3 separate regions of the Zea mays genome follow, and all the other regions are linked to region 1. Evidence: chromatin contacts called from public Hi-C data. All regions are on one chromosome and are shown on one strand. Each heading gives the region's core, a stretch centred on a gene start, on an enhancer-like site or on the middle of the called end of the contact. The rest is flanking DNA. Distances are from core to core; before and after follow the strand shown.

Evidence for each region. A called contact is a pair of places that touch in the nucleus more often than the background predicts.
Region 2: a Hi-C map of leaf shows a contact between it and region 1, with 4 times the contacts expected there. The contact joins the enhancer-like site here to the promoter of LOC100285274 in region 1. A contact is called at or near these places in 3 of 25 Hi-C or Micro-C datasets (ear, endosperm and leaf).
Region 3: a Hi-C map of leaf shows a contact between it and region 1, with 7 times the contacts expected there. The contact joins the promoter of LOC100276701 here to the promoter of LOC100285274 in region 1. A contact is called at or near these places in 4 of 25 Hi-C or Micro-C datasets (bundle sheath, ear, leaf and 1 more).

Annotation. Positions count from the first base shown.
Region 1 is chr8:24,266,758-24,271,366 of Zm-B73-REFERENCE-NAM-5.0, forward strand. It overlaps LOC100285274 (peroxidase 68), which reads left to right and starts at 2,105. Exons shown (of 3, transcript NM_001158167.2): 1 at 2,105-2,439; 2 at 2,567-2,761; 3 at 2,866-3,574. The coding sequence starts at 2,185. The coding sequence ends at 3,444.
Region 2 is chr8:24,121,159-24,125,767 of Zm-B73-REFERENCE-NAM-5.0, forward strand. No RefSeq gene overlaps it. Among protein-coding and RNA genes, the nearest start is that of LOC111590012, 4.3 kb to the left of the region's middle. Within about 2 kb of position 1,888, at least 18 of the 20 cell types and tissues checked have an H3K27ac peak or open chromatin away from gene starts, as enhancers often do. A contact at or near this core is called in ear, endosperm and leaf, where this site is marked.
Region 3 is chr8:24,400,470-24,405,078 of Zm-B73-REFERENCE-NAM-5.0, forward strand. It overlaps LOC100276701, which reads left to right and starts at 1,791. Exons shown (of 2, transcript NM_001150426.2): 1 at 1,791-2,019; 2 at 2,105-2,486. The coding sequence starts at 1,956. The coding sequence ends at 2,247. LOC100283368 reads right to left here. Exons shown (of 1, transcript NM_001156269.2): 1 at 4,564-4,609.

The sequences.
Region 1 (4,609 bases), core at 855-3,354:
ATACATCTTTTTTCTTCCATAAAAATAGATTTAGTTCATATTCACGAAGCCCTAATATTTTTAGGCCGAGCTGGATTTGAACCAGCGTAGACATATTGTCAACGAATTTACAGTCCGTCCCCATTAACTGCTCGGGCATCGACCCAGGAAGAATTTTTTCTAGGCTTTTTGATAATCTATGATTAACCTCTTTTTATAATACTCCCTACCCCCAGGGGAAGTCGAATCCCCGCTGCCTCCTTGAAAGAGAGATATCCTGAACCACTAGACGATAGCACCATATACAACCACTCGTCAGTATCAACTCTTTTCTTTAATTAATCGTTTTGCATTAATAATTTTGCCAAACTTGGTTGAAGAGCCAAGTAAAATGGAGTCGTTCTGTCCCAGTTTTGTTGTTGTTTGGTTACAAAATAACTAGAATGGAGTGGCTCCAATTAGGGAATATTCTCCTCATATCCGAAACCATCCAACTCCAAAAAATCAATGGGACGGAGCCGCTCTATTCCCAGCCCGCTCGCATAGCTCGCCCTCCCATCCGTGCGCACCAGCTCGCGCGCCTCCCTCTGCAACCAAACAAAAAACAGAACCGCTCCGTTCCAGCTTACCAAACATAGAACAGAACGGCTCCGTTCCTAAAATCAGGGATGGAACGATTCCGTTCTACTTAACTCCTCAACTAAACACTACATTTTCTAGTCTCCCAAATCTTCCAAATGATAGTACCACGGACGTCCGCCTGAATGGACTTTGGAACAAACACCGGAGGTAAGAATGGAGCACAGTAGTATGCATCATCTACCATTATACTCTCTTCGCTCCAATTTATAATTCGTTTGATTTGTTTTGTACCAAATTCAACTGGCTCGTCATATTTATATTTTACGAAAAATGAAAAATTCAAAGTCGTTCTTAAAGTAAATTCTATACTAAATGATACCAAATCAAAAGTTAATAATAATTATGATTTTTAATAAGACGAACGGATAAAAATTATGTAAAAAATTCAAACGGATTATAAATTAGAAATGAGAGAATATATATGAATAGCTGGTTAGACTAATTGCACGTGACATGCCACGCCTCCCCGTTCCCACTGTCCCACGCACACAACACGTACAGAAGAAGATATCCATACATGTACACGGACGGACCGAGGTGTCAGTTGGTCGGAGATTTCTGAATTGAACACCTCACTGCTCATGAACGGCCGTGACCGTGGACACGAGAGAGAAAAAAGAGGTAATCCGATCCACATCCACCCACGAACACGAAGACTGTCCCACGCACACAACACGTACAGAAGAAGATATCCATACATGTACACGGACGGACCGAGGTGTCCGTTGGTCGGAGATTTCTGAATTCAACACCTCACTGCACATGAACGGCCGTGACCGTGGAGAGAGAGAGAGAAAAAAAAAGAGGCAAACCGATCCTGCGATCCACATCCACCCACGAAGACAGTTCTGGTGCGTGGACGACTGTGCTTGTGCGTGCCCTTAGGCCGCACATGGCACATGCCCGCCGCTGGATAGCACTGCTGCACGTACTGGGTACTGCTAGCGTCAGCGACATGCATTGCACCGTTGCACGGCGTGCGTGACAGCGTGATGGTGATGTCTGGTTGATGCTCGACTTGCTCTTGGTTGGTGCCAACTGCCCGGCGACGGGCGACATGGGACCTGCCATTGGCGCGGACGCGCGGCGCAGGGCAGCAGACTGAGTACTGGTCGTGCGTGCCTCCACTCCACGACCACCTGTAGCCCGCTCTATAGGCACCGCACCGCCGTGCGCGCTCGGTGACCTACCTGGAGCCTGGAGGACGCTACCGTCCACGGCCACGCAGCGCCCGCCGGATTGGCCGGTCAGCAAGGCCTGGACGCTGGCCGGGGTCAGGACACGACACACTGGCCGAACAAACCCATCTCTCGTCCCTTGCCCCCTACCGGCGGATAACGAGCGGCGCATGCAGATGCAGCCAGCCGGCAGGACCAGGACGCATGCAGATGCAGGCACCGTGACGCAATTGCATCCCGCTCTGCAGGCCAGAGCTGCAGGCAGGCGTCGGCGGCGGGGCGCCCACCCAGGACCCAGCGGCCCAGCCCACCATATATACCGCCCCGTCCCCGTGCGAGTGAGCGCTTCATTTAACGCTGTCGCTTTCGCTTCCACTCGCACTCCATGGGTGCGCGGGCGACGATGGGATGTTCGCCCTTGCTGCCCTTCCAAGCGCTCTGGCTCACAGCGGCCGTTGTCGCGGCGCTCGCGCTCGCGGCCGGCGCGCAGCCGTCGCCGTCGCTGTCGCCGGGGTTCTACGACGCGACGTGCCCGGGGCTGCAGCCCATCGTGCGCCGCGGCGTGGCGCGCGCCGTCCGGGCGGAGCCGCGCATGGGGGCGTCCCTCCTCCGCCTCTTCTTCCACGACTGCTTCGTCAATGTAAGACGACGGGCGCGAGGGAGTGGAGCGGTCACTCACTTCGCTTCACGCCTGTCGGTCGGTCGGTCGGTTTGTGCTGGTCCTCTCCTGACGTGTGTCCGTGCGTGTGGATGGATATGGATCGCAGGGCTGCGACGCCTCCGTCTTGCTGGACGACGTGCCCGGTAACTTCACCGGGGAGAAGAACGCGGGGCCCAACGCCAACTCGCTGCGCGGGTACGAGGTCATCGACGCCATCAAGGCCCAGGTGGAGGCGTCCTGCAAGGCCACCGTCTCCTGCGCCGACATCCTCGCCCTCGCAGCGCGCGACGCCGTCAACCTGGTCAGCGTTCCTGCTCGTCCTCTCTCCGGCTCCGTTTCCAAACAAACAAACAAACAAACAAACAGCTGCATGCGCCGCCTGACCGACCGTGTGCCGAGGTGCAGCTGGGCGGGCCGCGGTGGGCGGTGCCGCTGGGGCGGCGGGACGCGCGGGACGCGAGCGCGGGCGCGGCGAACGCCAACCTGCCGCCTCCGGACGCGTCGCTGCCGGCGCTGCTGTCCGCGTTCGGCGCCAAGGGCCTGGACGCGCGGGACCTGACGGCGCTGTCGGGCGCGCACACGGTGGGGCGCGCCCGCTGCGCGGTGTTCCGCGCCCACATCTACAACGACACCGCCACCACCGACGCCAGCTTCGCGGCGGGCCTCCGGGGCGCCGTCTGCCCCTACACGGGCGGCGACGCCAACCTGGCGCCGCTGGAGCCGCAGGCGCCCGACGCCTTCGACAACGGCTACTTCCGGGACCTGGTCGCGCGCCGCGTGCTGCTTCGCTCGGACCAGGCGCTGTACGGCAGCGGCGGAGACGGGGGCAACACCACGGACGCGCTCGTGCGCGCGTACGCCGCCAACGGGACGGCCTTCGCGGCCGACTTCGCCGCCGCCATGGTGAGGATGGGGAACCTGGGCCCGCCCGCGGCGAGCGCGGCCGCCGCCGAGGTCCGGCTCAACTGCCGCCGAGTGAACTGATCGTGCAGCCTGCCCGCGCGCGCCGCGCCATTTGCATAGATCAGTGGATTGGGTTACTTTCCTGGTGTACACTTGCTTCGATTCGATTCGCAGGAGTACGTAGTATGATTGATAAGCATGGATTTGAGGTTCGTTCTTGGCGTTCACGAATGACGAAGGAGACGACGTGCGGGGATCGCAAAAACGGCCGTTCCTGCGCCGGATTTTCGACCGCCCTCATGATTCCATCACGATCGAAAAGCGTGCGGGGGCCAAGGCGCAGGCTTTTCTGGACCCTGGGACAGCGTGTGACTGGGGCACGCATAACGCATCATGCAGACAGGAGATGGAGATAGATATCTGCCAGCTGCGCGCCGAGCGCCGAATCATAGACTGGCCCTGATAACGCAATGACAGAGGCGCGGGGGGGCGCAGCCTGGACGGGGGATGGCCGTGCCTGACATGTCGTGCCGGCGCGAGGGCCCCGTGAGGCGGCGTTGTTCGCTAGCGCGAGTGCGCGACGGTAGCTGCGGCGTGGATCACGCACGCCATACGTACGTAGTACATGCATGCATGGGTGTACATGCCTCCTGCATGTCACTTGCCGTTGCTGGTGGTGCAGCACGTGCGCCGCTTTATTGTCAGTTTGTCACCCTGCCATGGTGGCTGGTGGGTGCCAATGTGTCATGCGTGCCAAGGAACTACCACTACGTTCTCAGTGGATCTGAGACAAGAGGCGGCGGCGTATGCCTATTGCCTGGCGGCCCTGGTAGGCTGGTGCTCATGGTTTGATCGCCTCCGGCTACTACGCTGAACACGCGCCCTGGTTTTGCAGGTGCCCAGGGCCCCAGAACAACAGTTTAGCGGCCTTGAGGGTAATAGAAAGGCAGCCTTTTACTTCAGTCATGTGATCGCCATGGCGGCAAGCAGGCACGGTCCATAATTGATAGCAGACATGACAAGAGATCAAGAATCCTTTGCGAGTACGGGTACATGCAGACATGATAAGGTGGCTCAGGCGGCGCTGAGTGATTGGACAAAGGTGATCTTAGCTGGGCCCGGCTGAGGCATGCAAGAGTAAAAGGAAACCCTTTCAAGGGGCAACGTTGGGCCGGGGCCCAAACAGAAGTACCAGGGGTGGATGAGAGGCCCACATGACGGCCTGAGGATTTGCCGAAACCACTTT
Region 2 (4,609 bases), core at 638-3,137, 150 kb before region 1:
TTTCGATGGAAAAAGCATCAGTGGCAGTATAAACAAAGCCCTCCCGTGCCGAGAACGTCCGGGACCTTTCGGAAGACCCGGAGCCCCTGCCGCCGCCTGCGCCTCCCAGCCAGCGACCGGCCGTCGTCGTCTCTCGGAGCCGCAGCCGCTGCAGCAGTGTCCAGCGTGGCGCAGCGGCACAGGTCGGCCGGCGCAGGCAGCAGCTACTACTCCTACACGGGCTACGCCATGACCGGGGGCGGCGAATAGGCTTTGACTGCACCTACACCCTTGTCCGCGTCCAGAGTCCAGACATAATCGAAGATTTTTTTTCCTGTGGATTACGATGGCATGGGAGCCATTTTCGCCTAGGATAATTAGGGGTGTTTGGTTTATAAGGACTAATGTTTAGTTCCTAGATTTTATTTTATTTTAGTTCCAAAATTACTAAATATAGAAACTAAAACTTTATTTTAGTTTTTATATTTAGCAATTTATACACTAAAAAGAAATAAAATAAAGGGACTAAACATTAGTCCCTATAAATCAAATACCCCTTAATCTCTCTGCCCTACTTCCGCCTTCCGGTAGGTACAGGCAGGCACCTACAGTGCCGTGCAGGTCTGCAGCACCGCCATGCTGCGAACCGCTGCCGGGGAAGTACACATGCGACGACAAGTCGCGAGCGGAGCGGCCGCCGGCCGGGCAGGCAAAGCTATTTATTCCGTGATGTGAATGCTCAGTGCTCTACTGCGCACAGCGACGACCGCGACGTCGCGCCATCAGCAGCAGCAGCAGCTCGCTTGCGGAACTTGACTGCCATCTATCTGCCTCTCTCTGTACCAACTGCTCTGTGACCAGTTATTAATTTATTATCTTTATATTCTTCTTTTTTTTTTAAAAAAAGAACTTCTCTACTCGGACAGAAAACACACGCTTTTAGATGACTTGATCCCTCGAGTGCAGATTAAAAAGCCGGCTTCTCCGCGCTGCAACTCTTCACTCAGCCATGTGAGCTAGGGAGCTAGCTGCATGTAAAAAAGATAGAGAGAGGTATGTTGGGGCGAACGCGAAGACGCCATCCTTCACTTGATGCCTTCGTCAATCTCACCGAACCAACGGAGGCTAAATGGTCGGCAGTTTCCACCCTTCGTCCAATACGCTGCAAGACGAAGACCTACGACGAGGTCGCTCCGTCTCACGGCCTCGTCCAACGCGAAGACCCACATAGAATTCGGCCTATTGTAATAGGCCCCGCGCGGCCGAGGGCATTACGGGCCCAGTTTGTGAAAGCTTTTATGTAATGACAGTTTGTAACCCTACTTTATTGGAATATTCCGGGGATGACCTAGGTGCCTGAGGGCACATGCGTCCTTAATCCATGACGCTGGGCACTCGGACACCTATAAATACCCCCGTACAGTGCCTTTGAGAGGCTAGATTAACAGAGCAATTGCCTTCTTGAGCTAAAACCTTGTTTGTATCCCTTTCACTTTTCTGTTGGATCAACTTGCTCGAGAGAGCAAGTTCCAAAAAGACAAAAAAAAAACCTAACTTGAGTCAGTGGAAATTGGAAAAGAGCATAAGTACCAAAGAGAATTGGAAAAGAGCATAAGTACCAAAGAGACATAGGTAGAGAGAAACCTAACTCGAGTAGCAGGGAGCATGCACTCCGTATTATTGTCCTCTTTTCTCCTCTCTCCGAATATAGGATACTGTCACGATCTGATCGGGAACAGGACTACAGCTACTGCTGCTACAGGAGTACTGGTAGTGGTAGCTACTAGGGTTCATCATCGAATCTAACGACAAGCTGGAGACGCCGTTAATCACGGCACAGGCGCGGTGGATCATGTGGTGGGGCCATCATCGCCATCGGCTGAGTTGAGTGCCGTCGTCGTCCGTCCAGAACAGGCGCAGGCAGGACAGATGGTGTCACATCCCGCATTGACCGGAACAGGGCGCCTGACCCTGACCCCGACCCCCTCGGCGCCGATGTGTCGAACCCGCCGGCTCGGCGCCCCATCCGTGAGTCCGTGACCCGGACGCGGGATCGGCTGCTGGCACGGAGACGTTCAGCGGCAGCGCTGCGTCCTGCTGCCACCCCTCTTCTGTTTGGCTGTTTGGGAACGCAGTGCTGCAGCTGCAGCCTGCAGTAGCGGCCGAAAAGGAAGGATGGGCGTGTCCACTCTTCGCTCGCTCTTCGCGAAGAAGAGGACGAAAGGGTGCTTGGAGGCCTTCTGAAAGGCCTACCGGGCCTCTGTTTTTGGGCCTGTGTTTCACGGAGCAAATTTCGGGCTGCCTTCACTCTCCCTACTGGGCCAAGGAGGACGACAAGCATGGCTTATATAGCTTCATGCTTTCTGCTTGCTGCACTTATGCACTCGACTCCTTGGCTCGATGCTATCTATCTACTGTCTGCGAGTTCCTTCCAAACAAAAACATACTATTAGGACTACTTTGAAAACTCTAATTTCCTAAGGATATTGGAGAGGAAATTAGTTTATTTATACCTCAATCTTCTCCAATCCAAAAGAGGATTTAAAGTTTCCAAAGTAGTCTCAAGAGATTTTTATTTTCCTAAGGTAAAATAAATTAATTTCTCTTAAAAAATGAAAATTTATTGGAAAAAATAGGGTTTCCAAACTAACCCTCACCGTGGGACGGTGGGAGCGTAAGAACCAGTCACTTATCCCAGTAGAGAATGACGTTAACGGTCTCTCTCTCTCTCTATCTGAAAGCAGTACGTTCCTGTACTTGCATAGTTGCATGACATGCAGAAATAGCGCAGTGTCGCTGCCCCGCTGCGTGCCGATTGTCGTAAAACGTCCATGTCTGTACGTGCCAGCCCCAGCCAGCCTTTACAGAGACAAACGCTCCAGCTAGTTACTACTAAGTATCCAGCTAACAACAGCCTTTGGGTTTTCCCATAACTTTTACAATACACTAAAATATATAGGGCTGGACAAAATGCCCGTGGCTCGTCGGCTCGTTCGATTCGGGATGAGCTTGATTGAATCAGGTCATTTGATTTTTCTTTTCACGAGCTGAGCTGATAATCTAGCTCGGTTCGTTAGTAAGCCAGTTCGGTTTGTTAACGAGCTAGCTCGCGAGCTAAACGAGCTATCACATTTCAGCAAAAACAAAACTATATGTATATCATTTACGTACCATTGATGAACACGCTATATATATGTGTGGTGTCTATGACATATGAGTTAAACTAATGATGGATGAATTTGAGAACACCTAGAGGGGGGTGAATATGTATTCTTGTAAAATCAAACACTAAATAGCCACAAACTTGGTTATTAAAGTGTTAGTGCGACTAAGTAGCTTTGGAGCGAGTTCTTGTGAACACAACAATCACAGAGAAAGCAACACAAGAGACACACGATTTTTATCCCGTGGTTCGACCAAGTAACACTTGCCTACTTTCACGTTGTGGCGTCCCAATGGACGATGGTTGCACTCAACCCCTTTCAAGTGATCCGATGATCAACTTGAATACCACGATCTTTTCCTTTAGAGTATTTTCCCGTTTGCGAGGAATCTCCACAATTTGGAGCCTCTCGCCCTTACAAAGTTATGATCACAAAGAAAGCACAAGAGTAAGGATGGGAGAGCAATGCACACAAGACTCAAATCCGCAGCACAACCACGCACACAAGAGAAGAAGTGAGCACACAACCATAGCGCGAGGAGTTTACAACTCGAAGTGCTCAAATCTCAAGAACTATGATCCGATTGCGTGAGTGCAAAGTCTAGGTGCCTTAGGATGTTTCTTGTAAGCTTAGTATCCTGCTCCATGCGCCTAGGGGTCTCTTTTATAGCTCCAAGGCAGCTAGGAGCCGTTGAAGATCAATTTGGAAGGCCATCCTTGCCTTCTGTCAAGTGGTGCACCGGACAACCACTGTTCATGTCCGGTGTGCGATCTCCTTCCATATTGGGCGCAATCGACCGTTGCTCCTCAGGGCTGGTTGGTGCACCGGACACTGTCTGGTGCACAACGGACAGTCCGGTGCACCCAGCCGACAGTTGGAGCGAGCCACGTGTCGCGCGCTGATCGCGCGGACGACCGTTGCCGCTGGCGCCGTTGGCTTACCGGACAGTCCGGTGCGTCACCGGACAGTCCGGTGAATTATAGCCACGTCGTCCTTTTCTTTTCCCGAGAGCTAGGAGTTTGTCCCGGCTGACTCACCGGACAGTCCGGTGCACCACCGGACAGTCTGGTGCACCACCGGACAGTCCGGTGAATTATAGCCGTACGACTCCGTTGTTTCCCGAGAGCAGCGGTTCACCGTCGGCCAGTCTTGGCACCGGACACTGTCCGGTACGCCAGGCCCGAGCAGGTGTTGGCTGTACACAGCCAACTCTTTTCCAATTCGTTTCTTCTCTTCTCGGTACTGTTTCTACCACTTAGATAAACATGTTAGTACTAAAAAATAATTCACTAAGTCTAGAAACATACCTTGTCTTTGATTTTGCACCTCTTGCTCGTTTAGCACATAAGAGTTCAACACATTTGTGTTGGATATTTAATCACCAAAACAATTATAGAAATAGCCCAAGGGCACATTTCCCTTTCAATCTCCCCTTTTTGGTGATTTATGCCAACACATCAAAAAGC
Region 3 (4,609 bases), core at 541-3,040, 130 kb after region 1:
GATGTGACTTGACGCGTGGAGGTGATTCCTCCCTTCCTTTGGCGTCGGACTCCTTTGATGGAGCCTTCCCGTGGCTTGTGCCCGTTTCCATTTCCCTCTTGGCGGATCCTCCCGACATCACTTCGAGTGGTTAGACTCTAATGAAGTACCGGGCTCTGATACCAATTGAAAGTCGCCTAGAGGGGGTAGATAGGCGGAAACTGAAATTTTCAACTTCAAACACACTATAAGCCGGGGTTAGCGTTAGAATAAAATCTGAGTCCGAGAGAGAGGGGAAAACAAATCAACCAAGAAAGTAAAGCGGATGACACGGTGATTTATTTTACCGAGGTTCGGTTCCAAAGAACCTAGTCCCCGTTGAGGTGGTCACAAAGACCGGGTCTCTTTCAACCCTTTCTCTCTCTCAAACGGTCACTTCGATCGAGTGAGGCTTCTTCCTTAATCTCAAGGGTCACTTAGACCCAGCAAGGATCACCACACAATTGGTGTCTCTTACCTCGCTTACAAAGCACTTGAGAGTAAGAAGTGACAAAGAAAAGAAAGCCAAGCCAAGCAAACAAGAGCAACAAGGAACACAAAGAATCCTCTCACAAGTCCTAATGCGCTAGAGTTGAATTTGGGACTTTGAGTGGATCGATCACTTGAATTGTGTCTTTGGAGTGAAGTGTATTGCTCTTGTATTGAATGCACTGTTGTGAATGCTTGGATGGTTGGAGTGGAGGTGGTTGGAGGGTATTTATAGCCTTCAACCACCAATTCAACCGTTGGGGTTGGCTGCTGTCGATGGGCCGGTGCGCCAGCCACGTCACCCAACCTTTAGGGTTTGGGCGGTTTCGACCGTTGGAGCTTTGTCTTCTTGTGGCACCGGATAGTCCGGTGCCGCACCGGACATGTAATATGCACTGTCCGGTGCGCCTCTGGCGGCTGCTTTGACTTCTGCGTGAACTGTCCGCGCACTGTATCATAGCAGGTGACCGTTGCGCTGGCTAGCCGTTGCTCCGCTTGGTGCACCGGACAGTCCGGTGAATTATAGCGGAGCGCGGCCACAGAAACTCGAAGGTGAAGAGTTCGCATCTGTACGGTCCTGGTGCACCGGACAGTGTCCGGTGCGCCAGACCAGGGCACCCTTCGGTTTTTTTTGCTCCTTTCTTTTTGAACCCTAACTTGATCTTTTTATTGATTTGTGTTGAACCTTTAGCACCTGTAGAATATATAATCTAGAGCAAACTAGTTAGTCCAATTATTTGTGTTGGGCATTAAACCACCAAAATTATTTATAGGAAAAAGTTAAACTTTATTTACCTTTCAAGAAGACATAAAATGATGGAGATGGTTGTTTGGGTTTATCTATGAAGTCCCACCATCCTACCACGGCACCACGCCAAACTCCAGCAACTGACACGTGAGCCTCGAGGCAGCCATGTGTTAGTGACACATCAGGTGACATCTTGGTTCACCAAGCTTATGACAGCGAAGCCATTTTTTCTTTTCACTTTGCTGCCACTACCACTTAACCTGTGAATAAAAATGTGATTCTACTAGCTCCTATATATAATCTCTCCGTTTGTCGCTATCATATTTATGTCGATCATTTTTTTTATTTTAGTTAAAGCTATAAATTTATTTATCAATATTTATATTTTCAAATTAATTATTATAAAGATAAGTTGAACAATTTATTTATAGTTTATTAAAATTAGAAGTATTTTACTAGTAGAAAAGTGACAACTATTTTTATTAGTTCTATTAAGGCCCATAAAGGCCTGTTTCGCTTGACTTCACAGCTCGCCACGGCCAATCAGGAGTCCAAAGGCCACATGTATCAGAGCACGTCCGTCGCCCCCTGGACCACGCAGCCGGCAGCCCAGAGCCGGAGAGCCCAGTGAAACAGAGCCGGTGAACGCAGCCCAGTCAGTGAGCCCCCCGATCCCGACTCCGGCGATCTCCCCAACCCCATGGCCTCCGCCGGCGAGGCCCCCAGCACGCTCCTCCGCTTCCTCTACTTCGTCGGCGCCGGAGGTACCTTCAGCCCTACATCTCGTGCATGCGTTCCCGCTCCTCCCGTGTGCTTCGCCGCGTGACGCCTCCCGTTTCTCTTCCCCAGTAATCTGCACCAAGGCCATCAACACCTATCGCGACTACGAGCACAAGAAGGAGTCCACCGCCGCCCTCGCCGCCGCCGAATCGGCGTTGGCTGCTGCCGCGGCGGCCGAGCCCGCTCCTGCAACCGCCGCCGCGAAGCCCTGATTGTGGACGAGGGCCTGTCTTCGGCGGTTAGGGTTCTCGGAATGTTGCTCTCCATAGGGGAGATAGATATTTTCTTTTGTTTCTGATGTTTCAGCTACGTGTATGTGCTCTTTTGGCTTGAATCAATCAGTAATAATACTTCTCTTCCTGTCTCGTGATCATGGTACTGCTGGCTTGAAATTTGTTACTACATAGTTTCCCTATGATGATTAATGTTATTGCACTTCTGTTAGCTAATTATCCATGACCGCGGTGCTTTGCCTTTTATTAATTCTGCGAGGAAAGAACCACAGTGTTGTTTTGTTTGCCATTGTGTTCTCTGATTTGGGTTGCTATGTCAATTGTAATTGAGGTATTAATTATGTTTCTGTAGTCTGTATAAGATGGTAGATGGCTAGATGCTATAGAGCTAGGTAGGTTTACAAGTAAGAATTGAGGTAATGTGTTGATTGAATTGGTGATTCAGATAAGGTTTAATTCTTCGAAGCTACTGCCTGCTGATCCCCTCCAAAGTTTCCAAGTAGGTCTAGTTTTTTTTTTGGTGAGAGAAATGGTGAAAAAGTAGCATTCAGGCAGGCTGTGTGAGCCACACAGATGATCAAAGGCCAACCACAACAAGACAATTATAACTCAATTGCTCAAAAGTAGTGCAGAGCACACAAGAAAAAGGGGGTTCAGGAGAAGTCTGAATAAAATTACGTTTCCTTTGATTGATGCCTTCTTTAGCCTGTGCTGCAACATCATCTGATCCTGATGAGAGGCTTTCACTTTGAAAGGTCCGGTGGTTTCTTTCTTTCCAAACATTCCACATGAAGCCATTGGTGCAGATTTATGCAGCATATATTACCCTGAAAGTCCTTTTATCTATACTTTGCTTGTGTTTAACAAATTCTGTGATAGTGGATGCGACATTTTTCAGTATCAGTAACTTTTGCCAAGTAAAAGGCAATCATAATTTATAGATTCATTGAGTTGATCTTATATTGTACAACAATGTTTTTTTCTGTTTAGTTACTGGACAGAATAAATCTTGTTTTTCATCTTGGACAAAGAATGTTTTTCATTTAGATACTTCGAAGATCCTCGTTTTGTTAGCTTCATTCACCTTGTTTTCTTAGCTTCATTTAGCAAGTAGGGCCAATATGACACAATGATGTTGGGTAGCACATCCTATTAATAGTTGTTGAATTGCAAAATGTTTGTGTAACAAAGGCACAATGCTTATATTTTTGGGCATAACATTTATATTATCTACCTTCATTTCATATCTGCAATAACATCGCCCATGTTTTATTTAGAAGTACCACCTCATTCTTTGCTCCATTGTCTATCACAAAAAATGCTGACTTAGTACTGCAAGAATCTGATGTCAAATTTTACATCTATATACAAGAAGTCAATAGTTTCTGATTCCTTGGTGATATAAACCTTTTATATTTTATATTGTACGTACGATCACTTAAAAGGTTATCATCAACCGTTTCATCTTTAAATTTAACTGAACAGTCTGGCAAAGAGGTATCCATATGTGGTGGTGCGCGAGATCTGAGAGGGGGCTGTTTAGTTTCTACTGTTATTTTCACCTCAATTCCCTCCAATCACGAGTGGGGTTTGAATTTTATAAACTAGCCCTTACCTTGGTATGAAACTGGCTGCACTATTCTTGATATGCTTTTATTCTACTAAAACTGCTACAATATATATCTGATAATTTCAAGCACACAAAATTTTGTCCAAAATCATTGAGATTACTTTCTCACGCACAATGTATCCACAACATCATAGCGAGTAGGGCATGCCTTGCACTATATTGCGCCCATAAATATGTTATTGCGAGAAATCAGTTATGCAATTTTCTGCGCAACAGATCTGTTCATTTTTTATGAAATCTTCTTAGTTGCCCTTGTTTTTGGCACCTGTAACATTTCATTCGCGTTTTGTTTTTATGTTTTAGAGTCGGTTCGGTGACAAAGGAATTGGAAAAGGAATTGGAGGAGTTCCATGGGAGGAAACCCCTTGCTATTTAGCTTTGAATAGTTTATTTAATTTTAAATAGAATGGAGTTTCCTTCCCATAAATCCCCTCCGCTTCTCTAGTCACCAAATTAACTTTTCTTGGAGCTGGTTTGGTGGCAATGAAATTGGGGGATTGAGGGAGAGCTTCCCTCTAATCCCCTCCAATTTTCTTGTCACCAAACCAGCACTCGGTAATATTTTTTCCCCAAAGGCAATAGTAGTTCCGTCCCAAAGCAAATCAACAGGAAAAAATGTTTCACAGTGCTGATCATTGTGCTTCTATTGGTGAAAGGAACAGGAGTTCCATGCCCAACAATTTCTGCTACAAGAAGAAAACTGGCAAAAGA